Linked DNA regions of Mus musculus: regions 2 and 3 are each linked to region 1. A link is a contact called in public Hi-C and Micro-C data. All regions are on one chromosome and are shown on one strand. Each heading gives the region's core, a stretch centred on a gene start, on an enhancer-like site or on the middle of the called end of the contact. The rest is flanking DNA. Distances are from core to core; before and after follow the strand shown.

Region 1 (3,868 bases), core at 624-3,123:
TACACCTATCAGCCAAAGTGCTACTTAAATGTGGAAAGGCATCTCTAGGGGTTACCCAGGGCCTTGAGACTTTGAATTCACTTGTCAGCTCTGGTCTTGTCTCTGGCTTTTCGGGGAAGAGACTCTAGCTTAGACAGGGTCTTCAGGAAGGAGAATTGCACCTCTACAGTTTTGAGTGGAGGCTGGTGTTCTCTTCTCTTGCTTTTCTTCCACCTGTTAGCAAACACTTGGATTTGCCGATGTCTTCTTCCCCATGAGGGATTCACTATGGAAATCGAGGAGGCCTGGACATTTGGGGTGGGGGGGGGGGAAGGAAAGAAGAAAGAAAAGAAGGAAGAAAAACCAAAGAAAAAAGAATCAGATGAACCAGAGGTCTCTGAGGAGATCTGCTGTCGTTGATCCACAATTAGCAGGACAAAGACAGATAAAAATATTTTTTAAAGTGCTAGTGGGAAAACTCAGCCAGAGAAATCCCTCTATATCAGAGTGTCACATTAAAGTCTTTAGTGTTTTTTTTTTTTTAATATCTTACTTTAGAATAATTGCAGTAAGGGAGGAAGGGTCCCGGTGGAGTGAGTAAGCCCCTGGGCGGAGTCAGGAGTGGCCAACTTGGGGAAGGGGTGTCTCCTGCCTTCAGGTTCTTCACCAGCCGGCCATTGCGCCGCCAAAACGCCGGCGTTAGTAACATCAAGTCATAAAGGGTCGCGTCCTTCTTTAATTAAAAAGGAGAATCTTGGGAAAACTGGAGCCGATTTGCACAGGAAGAGTTGGTTCCTAATGTTTTATTTTGATGCATGTACGACACCGCATGGAGAGTCGCAGGAGCTCATGGGTCTGCGGTTTGGCTCACTCCAGAAGGGGTTGTGCATCCCCATCCGAATTCTGTGTTGTTGTCCACGTTGCACCTGGGAAACCTTACAGTCCAAACGCCCGGATGAATAGTCAGTCCGATTCAGCTTCATACAAACCGGAGGAAAATCATTTAACCCCCGGATCTGTCGAGTAACCTCTTCAGGGTACAACTTTTATTTTACACGTAGCAATTAAGAGATCGCAAACCCCAACCGAGCCACCGGAGCCGGCTGGCAGAATCTCCAACCTGGGGGGAGGGGGGAGCGCAAAGCTAATAAAACTCCCAGGGCGCTGCAGCCCGAGGGGGTAACAGCCGTGAGCGGAGGCGATCTCTAGTTGGGCAAAATTCTTGGAGTGACTTTGCTGGTCCTGGTTTGGTGGCTACGGTTCATTGCGAAAGGGATAATGATTTCTAATAAAATCGGACGGGGACGAAAGGCAGATAGTGGCGGTTGTAGTAAGAGTGGGAGGTGGGGTACTAAAAGTTGGTCCCTAGGCGCCGCCGCTGGTACCCTGCGTAGTACAGAGCTTTATCCAAAGCATCTTTGGCTAGCAGGACCCGAAGACAGGCGAAGGGGAAAGAGATGAAATTGGGGATAGGGGACGCTCGAACAGGGAGGGTGCTGGAGCTCTAGGAAGAGTTGTTGGGCTTGCAGGCTGGCATGCAGGCAAGTGCTCTAGGAGCAAGTTAGCGGCTAGAAGAGGCCTTTATACCTGGGTCGGAGCGGCCGGCGGCAGATTGTGGTCCTGGCGAGCAATTGGACTATTGTTGATATGCTAATGAGGCGATTAGGCTGTTCGCGAGGAGCAGGAAAAGGGAAAAGTTTCTACCATTAGAGGGAGATCTCCGAGCGCACACGGGAGCTCTCTAACCCTTCTCTCCTCCTCCCTCCTCGCCCTTCTCCTGGCCCTCCTCCTCCTCTACCTCCACCTCCTCCTCCCCCTTCCTACCCTTCTCCTCCTCCTCGCCCTCCTCTCCTCCTCCCCCCCTCCTCCTCTTTTGCTCACCGCCCGCAGCCCGCACTTTGCGCTAACCCAGAGAGTAGCTCCGCTGGGGTGCGAGGCGCAGAGGGGCAAATCCGATCACGCCGATCCATGAAAATGCTTTGGAAACTGACGGATAATATCAAGTACGAAGACTGCGAGGTAAGCGCGGCGCCGACTCAGTCATCCTTGCGGCCACAGGCTTGGAGATCGACCCTCCCTCTCCTCCTCCTCCTTCTCTCCACGCGAAATGCGAGTGGGACAAACTTAACACCCGCGCAGCTCCCACCCCTCCATGTCGCCCGAATAGCACAGGGGAGACGCTGGAGATAGTGGACATGGATCTCGGTTCTTTCACTTTTGTCTTTCGAAGCTCGTGTTCCACTCTTTCCCCTTTTCTCCTGGTTACTTTTGGTTCTGCCTGAGAGTGGAAGGAAGAGAAGAGCTTGGATTTAAAAAAAAAAAAAAAAAAAAAAAAGCTGGCAACTGGGCACGTGCCTGTGCACTCTGGTGTGTTTGAGCGAGATCCTGGGGGTGCCTACAGTAGCAGGAAGAAAATAAAACCATGTCCCCCCTTTCACTCCCTCCCTGACATTAATACCCCCTTTTTCATTCATTCTTTTCTTTCTCCCTAAAGACGTTCCCTTCTTGCATTTGGAGAAGGGCGCACACACTTCGCCCTGACCTGTAAAGCACGTTCGGCTTGGGAGCCCACACGTCAGCCCTTGGTGTCACTCTTTAGCTGCTATAGTCCTTGAAGTTCTAAGGAGTTTCTCCCGCCGAGCTTCGGGGTGGACACACCCCGTGGTGGTGGTTGGGTGTGGGTGCGTTACCGGCCTCTGGGAGTCGGGGACGGGGGAGGGATCCCCCTTCTACCTGCCAGTGCTTAGCGGCGGGACCCTGAAAATCCTGGGGCGACAGCCGATCGTCTCCAGTTGCCGATAGTCCGCTGGGATCAGAGAGAGGGCCGTCCCTTGGGAACCCATTTTAAAACCCAGAGCCTCAGAGCATAACTTTTGGGACAGTCAGGGAGGCATGAAAAAAGAACCAACGGCTTGTGCGGGGGGTGGGGGAGGGATGGCCTCAGCCTGTTGTGTGTGTGTGGGTTTTTTTTTTTTCATACCCCACTGAAAGGGGCTGATCAGCGAGTGGTGTGACGGAGGGGTGGGAAGCCCGTGATTATCCAAATCTGTAGTAGCCTTGACTTTCGCTGTTCTCTCTTTCTTTCTTTCTTTCTTTCTGTCTGTCTGTCTGTCTGTCTGTCTGTCTGTCTGTCTTTCTTTCTTCCCCCCCCCCCCCTTTCGGCATTTGGAGCTAGGGGTTCCGGCTAAAACGTCTGCTCGCGGGCGCGCAGAGGCAAAAATTCTGACTTCACTCGAAATTAGAAACTGGGTTTACGTGAGGGAAGTGTCACCCGCTCCCTCCCCCTTTTCTTTTAAAATGCTGGGTTTTTTCGCCTTTCTCCTCTCCGTCTTTCCCTTTATCCCTCTCCACTCCCAACCTGGGACACCAGGTGACAGGCATCCCTACCAATATCCCTGCTTCTCTGGGGACTCCTGTGGTGCGCCGAGAGGGGCCCAGGAACCCCATGTAGGACCAGACAGCTTTGTTTTCTAGACTAAGGGTGACTTTTGCCGGCAGGGCTAGGTTCTACTGTGACTCTTTAAGAGCAGTTTTTCCCCCTTAGGGATCTGGGCTCCCTTCTCTAGCTGATGGTTTTTTCACTTTCTTGGAACCCCGAAATCAGTTCGGGGTACAAGCGCCCTGAGTGGAAGCGTTAAGAATCTTAGTGTGGCTCAACACACCAAAGGAAACTCGAGGGTAGGGCGCGAGATGAACTTGAACCCCCCAGAGGGACTCTGAAGGCGCATGAGAGAGGGGTTGGAGAGGGGTGTGATGAGACCGGGATGGGAGAGAAGAAGAAGAAAAAAAAAAAGTCTGGGCAATCTCAACAACTTTGGTATCAGCGGGATAGCCAGCTCTGGAGCGGAGATTTCGGGTTCCCGAGCGGGCTTAGAGTTGTCTGATTTGG
Region 2 (3,812 bases), core at 439-2,938, 5.2 Mb before region 1:
GGGAGTGGGGGCGGGGGGGGGCGGTGAGAGGGAACAGTTGTAGTTCTATTTAAGCAACCGTGGATGTGTGCACGGTATTTCAAAACCTGAGAATAGATAATGTGTCCTACACCACAAACACACACACACACACACACACACACACACACACACACACACACACCACTGCATCTCTTTTATTTTATTTTATTATTATTTTTTTAATTTAACTTCTGAAGTGCCGGCTCCACAATACAGTAGTTTAAACGCGCACACGTTTCTCTTGGTGATTCTGTACGCTGCTTCAGACAGTGACTAATTGTTGGGTCATACGTAAACGGAGCCAAAAGGTCTCTCAAATCCGGCTTAGAGTCAATAAATAGTAGTGGCTTCCAGCGAGACCAAGGGATCGAGTTTCCAGACTCTCAGTTCTAAGCACCTGAAAGAGGTCAGATGCTGGCCTGACACCTACTGGTCTTCAAGAATTTTCTGCTGCAAAGAGAACGCGGCACTGAGCGACCCTCGTGGGGATGTGATGGCTCTTCTTTCGGGTGCCACACCTGTTGGCAAGGTGAACGCCTCCAGAGAAGAGTTCTTCCCTCGAGCTTACGCTTGGCTGAGGTGTAGCCGGAGGGGGCCGGGTGGGGAGTCCACGTCTGCGTTTAGCCACCGGGACAAGGTGGGTGGGGGAGCGTTCCTTCGCTTGGTTTCCCCGAGAACCACCATCGACTGACTGCTCAGTGCACAGGTTACCTCGCTTGCGATGAAATGAATGATCCACAGTTAGCCCTGAGGAGTGAGTGAGGTCGGTTACCAGGGCTAGCTAGAGCTGAGGCGTTCCATGCCCACAGCAGATTTCGAGACCAGCAGAATTTGAAAGGAGGACCGGGAGGTCGCCAGCTTGTCCAGGCAGGAAAGGTGAGGGTGCCAGTGCAAGCTGGGGAAGCCTGAGAACTTTCCCGAGTTGCAAGCCAAGGCAGCAGGCGCGGGCCTTGCCTCGGATGACGCAGGGCTGGCGGGTTGGAGGGTTAACAGTAAGGATACAATGAGTCCTCTTTAGATGCTCACCCGGGGGGCACCAAGGGCACTTCGTAATTAGAAATCAGCCGACTTCCCCGCCCCCTTGGGTATTTTACCAAGTAGGAGCCAAATCCTGACACCCGTCGCTGCGAGTCTCCCAGGTTGCCTGAGTTGCACCCTGCACTCACCCTGTCCCCCTCCAACTAGGTTGCAGGGAGCCGGGGAGGCGCGCGAGCACCGATCGGTCACCACTCCAATGACCTCATCGCCCCAACTTCCCCGCCCCTTTCTCAAACCTGGAAGGCACAGTCCCCTCCGGTCGGTGTCGGGGATCCGGAGCCACAGTTGCGGAGAGACAACCCGGCCTCCCCTGGAGCGAGCGCCGCTCCAGCCCGGGTGCATAGAAGGGTTAAGGGCGCGGGCCGGCAGCCGCGCCGTGCGCTCGCCGTGCTCTGTGCGGCTCGCCGGGCCGCCTGCCAGAGGGTGCCTCCCCCCCCCCTCCCCCCCCATGAAGTCGGATCCTTGAGCTGCGGCGGCGGCAGCCAACTGCTCCATATTTGGCTTCTATTACACATTTACATACTGGAGCGAGCGAGCGAGCGCGAGAGAGAGCGCGAGGGAGGGAGGGCGGGCGGAGGGAGGAGGGAGGGGAGGGGGGAGGAGGAGGAGGAGGAGGAGAGAGCAGAGTATACCGCAGACATCATTTCTACTACAGTGGAGGAGCCGTACAGGACCTGTTTCACTGCAGGGGGATCCAAAACAAGCCCTGTGGAGCCGCAGCTAGAGCTACAGCAGCCGCAGGACACTGTGTCTCTCCCTCTGTTACCCCTTCCCCACGCAACCCCAGATCCATTTACACTTTACAGTAAGTGGCTATTTTTTTTCCTCCTCTGATTCTTTCTCTCCCCCTCCCCCTTCCACCCCGATTTAGATTAAAATCACCCCCTCCCGCACCCCAATCTGCTCTCTCCGGAGAGGGGCCAAAGAACATCCAGCATACACCCCCCCTCCCCCAGTCTCAATGGGCTGCACGGAAAACAGCTGGAAGAGGAGCGAAGGAAACCGACGCGTCGTGGTGTGTGTGTGTGTGTGTGTGTGTGTGTGTGTGCAGGCGCGCGCGCGAGTGTATGTGTGACTGTGTGTACATACACTAGTGCCCGGCTCCAGCCTCCCGGCTCGGGACCCCCTCTGGGAGCAGGAGCGGCTAGCAAGGGCAGCAGATAGGGGCTGGGTGGGCGGCCGCCAGGAGAGGGGGCGCGCCCGGGCGGGGGGCGCGGGTGGGGAGAACGGCGGCGCCCCGTTTCGGCTGCTGCCGGTCCGGCGGCGGCGAGCGGATAGAGCCCGGTCCTCCTCCTTCCGTGTGGCGCAGGGGGAGGCGGCAGCCGCGGAGGGTCGCGCTGCCCTCTTCGCTCCTCTCCAGTCCCCCCTCCCGGGTGGGGGCGGTGAGCGCTGCGGGGGCTCGAGGGAGGGCTGGGCTTCCCCGCCCGGGGTCGCCTAGCTTGACAGAGGCAACCCCGAGCTTGGGGTCTCCCCGCCTAGGCCAGCCTCTCGGGGCTACGAGGGGACCAAGAGGGGACTTTGCGTGAGGCTAGGGGCGCGGAGAGGTGGCGCCTCAGGAGGCAAGGGCGCGCGGGCCATCGCAGCGCAGCGGGAGAAGACCGGCCCTAGCTGCAGCTGCCACCGCCGCCCTGTTGGTGCGGCCGCTTCCTGATCCAGAGCAGCAGCAGCAGACGCCGCCGCCACCGCCGGAGCTGGAGCCGGGAGCCCGCGAGCGCCCCAGCCCGGCCCGGCGACTCTGCCGGCGCCCGCAGCAGTAGCGGAGGAGCTGCGGGCGCTGCCCTGCGCCGGGACTGCTCTGCTGCGCGGCGGCAGAGAGGGTGAATGAAGACGGGAGGAGGGGAAGGAGGAGGTGGCGGCGGAGGAGGCGCTGCGGGGATTGGGATGTGCCCCGGAGCCCCGCGGCTCGTTCACTCGGGGCCCGAGTCGCCGCCACTGCCACTGCCAGGGCTGCCGCCGCCACCGCCGCCGCCTCCTACGTGGTTGCAGCCGAGCGCGCAGGCCGGTCCCGCAGGGGGCAGGGAAGGGGCCGGACGGGCGGAGCGAGAGGTGAGGCGGGGTCGGAGAGGAGGGAGTAAGTGCGTGTGAGTGTGTAGGTGCGTGTGTGCGTGTGTTCGCGCGCCGGGCGGGGACCAGGACCATCGCGATGGGGAGCGGGGAGTGGGGGTGGGGGTCCACGGTGGTCCCTTGGTTGACTCTGCAGCGCTTCGACCTCTCTTGAGCCGCCTCCTTCAACTCTGTGGCTTGTGCGCTTTCATTTTATTTCAGACCACGTAGAGAGCTGACTGCAAGAGGTGAAACAATTCAGGTTTTCTAGGGAGATTGAGCAAGGACCTTAGTGGTGGGGGGTGGAAGTAGGGTGCTGTATCTAGACTCTGCCAGGGGCGCGGGGGGTGGGGTGGGGGGAGGATCAGGGGTAAGAGGATGGGGTTTAGTTCGATCCCGTGGCTGTCCTGTTTTGTTTTGCTTTCTTGCTGTATAATCCTACAGATAAGAGGGCAATATAAATACTTGGGGAAGGTTGGGAAATTGCTGAAGAGTAGTAAGGGCGGAAAAAAAAAAAAAGAAGCCAGTCGGAAGCTGGTTATATAATGCGCTATGTGGCTAACAAGAAAGGCAAGCTATTTTTATTTTGTTTACCGTATGTTGTGCAGTAGGAACTCCTCCAAACTGGTTCTGTCCCCGAAGAGGTTTCTTAGTTTGTCAGAGAGAGAGCCACAGGATACAATTAGTAAAATTAGAAGACCCCACACCAC
Region 3 (3,887 bases), core at 909-3,408, 8.9 Mb after region 1:
AGCCATCTGACAGCTACTATTCCCATTCACCGGGGAGTTGTTCAAGCCGATCCGCTGAGACTCGAACATTTCCCGCACCGAGTGGAAGTTCTGCTGCTGGCCAGGGTAGCCTGCGGCCGCCGCAGCCGCCGCCGCGCTCGCCAAGTGGCCCAGGTCTCCACCTGCCTGGTTCAGGTACCACGAGGTGAGTCGGCCCTGGTGGGATGCAGGGTGGTGGCTGGCCTCCTGGCCGCCCCCGCCATGACTCAGGGACGAAGAGCTGCTGCTGGTCGCTGGAGGCAGCGAGTAGTCGGGCAGGGGGTCGTCCACCGCCGCGCTGCCCGCGCCTCCCGCCGGACCCTGCAAGTGGCCGCCACGCTCGCCCGCCGCGTACAGGCTCATAGCCTGCAGGTTGCAGTGGTAAGTGGCGGCGCCCCCCGTACCCGCAGCGCTGCTGCTGCCGCCGCCTCCGCCGCCGCCGCCACCCCCGCCGCCCGAACTGCCCGCACTGGAGCTCTGGCTGCAGGGGGAGCTGTAGAGGGAGCTCTGGCCCGGAGAGTAGGCACCCAGCGCCAGCGGGGGCGCGATGCCCGCGCGCGAGGACGCAGCCGCCGAGGCCAGGAGGCCGGAACCGAGCTCAGCGGCCGAACCCTGCGGCGACCCCCGCAGCGACGTCATGATGTTGTCCACGCTGAAGCCCTGGCTGTGATGCGGCGGCGGCGCAGGCTGTGGCGGCGGCGCGGGTTCTGCAGCGTCCAGGCTGAGCGGCCGCGCCGACGGCAGGCTGCCCGGGGGGCTGCTCCCGCTCGACAAGCTGCTGCTGCTGCTGTCGGGGCTCTCGATTTTGGGCACTGTGGCGGCGCTGCCGCTGCCTAGGGCGGCAGCCGGGGACAGGGGCTGGGGAGGCGAGGGACACGTACCGTTCTCCGTCTTGATGTCCTGGATGCGCACGGGCGGCGGCTGTGGCCCGGGAGCGGAGCCCTCGGCCTGCTCCGGGGGCGCGGGCGCGGGCTGGCGGCCGGCCTGCGGCGGTGGCGGTTCTTGGAGGTGCAGCCGGCCCTTCTCCTCCTTGTCCTTCACTGCGTCCTTCTTCTTGAAGCGCCGCCGCCGCCGCAGGAAGCTGCCGTTCTCGAACATGTTGTAGGAGTCCGGGTCGAGCGTCCAGTAGCTGCCCTTGCCTGGCTTCTTGTCGTCGCGGGGCACCTTGACGAAGCACTCGTTGAGCGAGAGGTTGTGCCGTATGCTGTTCTGCCAGCCCTGCTTATTGTCCCGATAGAAGGGGAAGCGGTCCATGATGAACTGGTAGATGCCATTCAGAGTGATCTTCTTGTCCGGGGCATTCTGGATGGCCATGGTGATAAGAGCGATGTAGCTGTAGGGCGGCTTCACCATGTCCTTGGGCTGCGGCTGCGGCGTATAAGGCCCGTAGGCGCGCGCCATGCTGCCCGGGTACTGCTCGGCGTGAGCAGGGTGCGAGTACACGCTCATAGGGGCCGGCATGGCGGTGTAGCCGCCCCCGGCCGCCGCCGCGGCAGCGCGATAGTAGCTCTGCTCGCCGCCGAGGTAGGGCACCACTCCCAGGGAGTTGGGGCTGGACACCGAGTAGCGCGCCTGCATGGCCCCGGCTCGCCGCCGCCAGGCGCAGCCCGCCGCCCCCCACCCTCGCTCGGGCCGGGCCGCGCCGCACCGGCCGCCGAGTCCGAGTCCGGGCCGCGCCGAGCTACCGCGGGCCCCTCCGCGCTGCGTCTGTCCCGGCCGCGGCCGCCTCCTTGCGCCCTGGGCCGCTCGGCCTCTCCCTGCGCTCGCCTGGCGCCTCGCAGCCCACTCAGTTCCCGCGCGGGCGGCGAGGGAGGGTCGCTGCACCCGGAGAGGGCCAGACCAGGACGCTGCAAGCCGCCTCGGAGGAACGTTCGGATCAACTTCCAGGCGCAGTCGGGGCAAAAAAAGAGACAAAAGTTAAAAAAAAATTAAAAAAAAAAAAAAACAAAAACAAATAAAAAAAATAAGGCGCCCTGCTCGCCACTGCCTGCGCCTTCCAGGAGACACTGCTCGGGGCTGCTGGCTAAGGCGGCCAAATAACCAGGGGCGGGGGCAGCGCGCCGGCCGCCTTCCCGGGCCCCCGCGTCACCTTTTCTCAGTCTCTTGCGCCGGCCGCTTAAGGAAGCATTGGGAAAACTTCTGAACTTTTGAGCATCCGTCACCCAGGCGAGGACTTTTTTACGCAGTTACATTTTTTTCCGGGCAGGGGAGCCCCGCCCCACTACGGAGGCGGCAGCCAATGGGAGGCGAGAGACGCCTGTGAATGAGCCAGCGGCCGAGCTCTGCCGGCCCGCTCCTGGCGGCTGGAGGACCGCGGGGCTGACCACACGCGCGCCGGCTGCCCGGGCCCGGCGCCCGCGCCCCTGCCCGCAGCCCGCGCTCGGTCCTCCCACCGCACCCACCCACTCACTCCCAGACTCTGCGGTTCTCCCGGTCTGCGGACTTTCGGAGTCCTCACCGGCCCGGAGACCCTTCCTGCGTCCACTGTTCCCAGGCCTCCACGGAGCCCTCGAGTCACACAGGATCTGCCTCAGTCCTTACTCTACCGTGCTGTCTCCAGCGCCGGGAGTTTCTCCGTCCTTTCCAGCCCTCCGCCCATCCCTTGTCCTCTCCTTTCCGAATATCCCTCTCCCTGCTATCACCGGTCACACCAACATCACATTTGCTCTCCACAGGCAGGTTCTCCAGTCCGACTTTAGGTTACCAAGGCTGTTACAGCCGCCGGGGTTCCAGTGAGGAAGAAGATGGTATTTCGGTGCCTCGCCCCACTCCCTGCTAGCAGTAAGCGGAGGGGATAGAAACTTGGAACTTCAAACGTGTGTTAAGCTGATGGAATGTGTAGGCCACATTGAGGAGCACGGGGTTCACAGGCGTTCCAGGGCTTAAAAGAGCTAGAGAGTTCGGGCTAAGAGGACTCCAGAAGTTTCCTCGACAAACCATGCGTTGCCCCTCTGTCCTGACCAGTACATTTTGGCTCGTAGGGGCAGTTAAGTTCAAAAGAGCTCGGTGACATTAGTAGTTGTGGTGAAGCAGAGTCAGGTAAATATCCCCAAGAACTTAAGGCTTCCCCCAGCCACTCTCAGCCTCTACCCATTCCAGGGCAGCTGTCTCACAGAGTCTGAGTTGGAGGAAGTGTTCAGAATTGCACCTACAAGGCGGCTTAAAGATTTTGAAGAGATAAGCCCCGAATGATCCTAGATATTCCGTGATTAAACCTCAAGGCTGCAGCCTCTGGGTGACTAGAACAGGATGGGTAGAGATGGGGGTGGGGGGGCGGTATTGGAGGATCTGAGAGGATAGGCCTCCCTCTGACTGAAAAACAACCCTGTATTTCAGCAACTGGTCCAGAAAAAAAAAATCTGACAGAGTGGGCACCAGGTCGTTTGCTAGAAGATGGGTTTGAGAGAAACACTGTGAAAAAGTGTTTGTGAATATTTTTCACCTCGGTTCCTCCGATTTCTGGTAATCTTTAACGCTAGGACTTGCTGGGAGTCAAAAGGTTTACCGACTTGAACCTTCTTTCCCTCACTAACACACACACACCATCACCACCACCTCTCCCTTAGTAGATAAAGATGCTTATTTATGCAGTAGGCACAGCTCTGTTTTGCTTGAACATATGCTTATACGCACATACATACATAATACATACATGTGTGTAATTTCAAAATGGGCATTTATATCAAGGAAAGAAGACTCATGTTTCTAGAATTCACACACAAACACAACACTCTCTCTCTCTCTCTCTCTCTCTCTCTCTCTCTCTCTCTCTCTCTCTCTCAAAGGGAAGCAAGCAGTTTGCATCCTGGTCTAGCACAATGTGGGCTCACTTGATCCTCTATTCCCAGATGTTTGCAAGACTAAGGACA

The links. Hi-C and Micro-C count contacts between places; a contact is called where the count stands out from the background.
Region 2: a contact with region 1 is called in a Micro-C map of embryonic stem cells, with 10 times the contacts expected there. The contact joins the promoter of Atxn1 here to the promoter of Tfap2a in region 1. A contact is called at or near these places in 1 of 39 promoter capture datasets (embryonic stem cells) and 3 of 484 Hi-C or Micro-C datasets (embryonic stem cells and stem cell-derived epiblast-like cells).
Region 3: a contact with region 1 is called in a Hi-C map of LSK cells, with 20 times the contacts expected there. The contact joins the promoter of Foxc1 here to the promoter of Tfap2a in region 1. A contact is called at or near these places in 6 of 484 Hi-C or Micro-C datasets (LSK cells, cardiomyocytes and embryonic stem cells).

The regions. Positions count from the first base shown.
Region 1 is chr13:40,731,800-40,735,667 of GRCm38.p6, reverse strand. It overlaps Tfap2a (transcription factor AP-2, alpha), which reads left to right and starts at 1,873. Exons shown (of 7, transcript NM_011547.5): 1 at 1,873-1,998. The coding sequence starts at 1,948. It overlaps Gm26688 (predicted gene, 26688), which reads right to left. Exons shown (of 3, transcript NR_125899.1): 2 at 1,888-2,257; 3 at 506-1,646.
Region 2 is chr13:45,962,867-45,966,678 of GRCm38.p6, reverse strand. Atxn1 (ataxin 1) reads left to right here and starts at 1,688. Exons shown (of 8, transcript NM_009124.6): 1 at 1,688-1,864. It overlaps 5033430I15Rik (RIKEN cDNA 5033430I15 gene), which reads right to left and starts at 1,455. Exons shown (of 2, transcript NR_167678.1): 1 at 1,296-1,455; 2 at 171-768.
Region 3 is chr13:31,804,917-31,808,803 of GRCm38.p6, reverse strand. It overlaps Foxc1 (forkhead box C1), which reads right to left and starts at 2,158. Exons shown (of 1, transcript NM_008592.2): 1 at 1-2,158. The coding sequence starts at 1,596.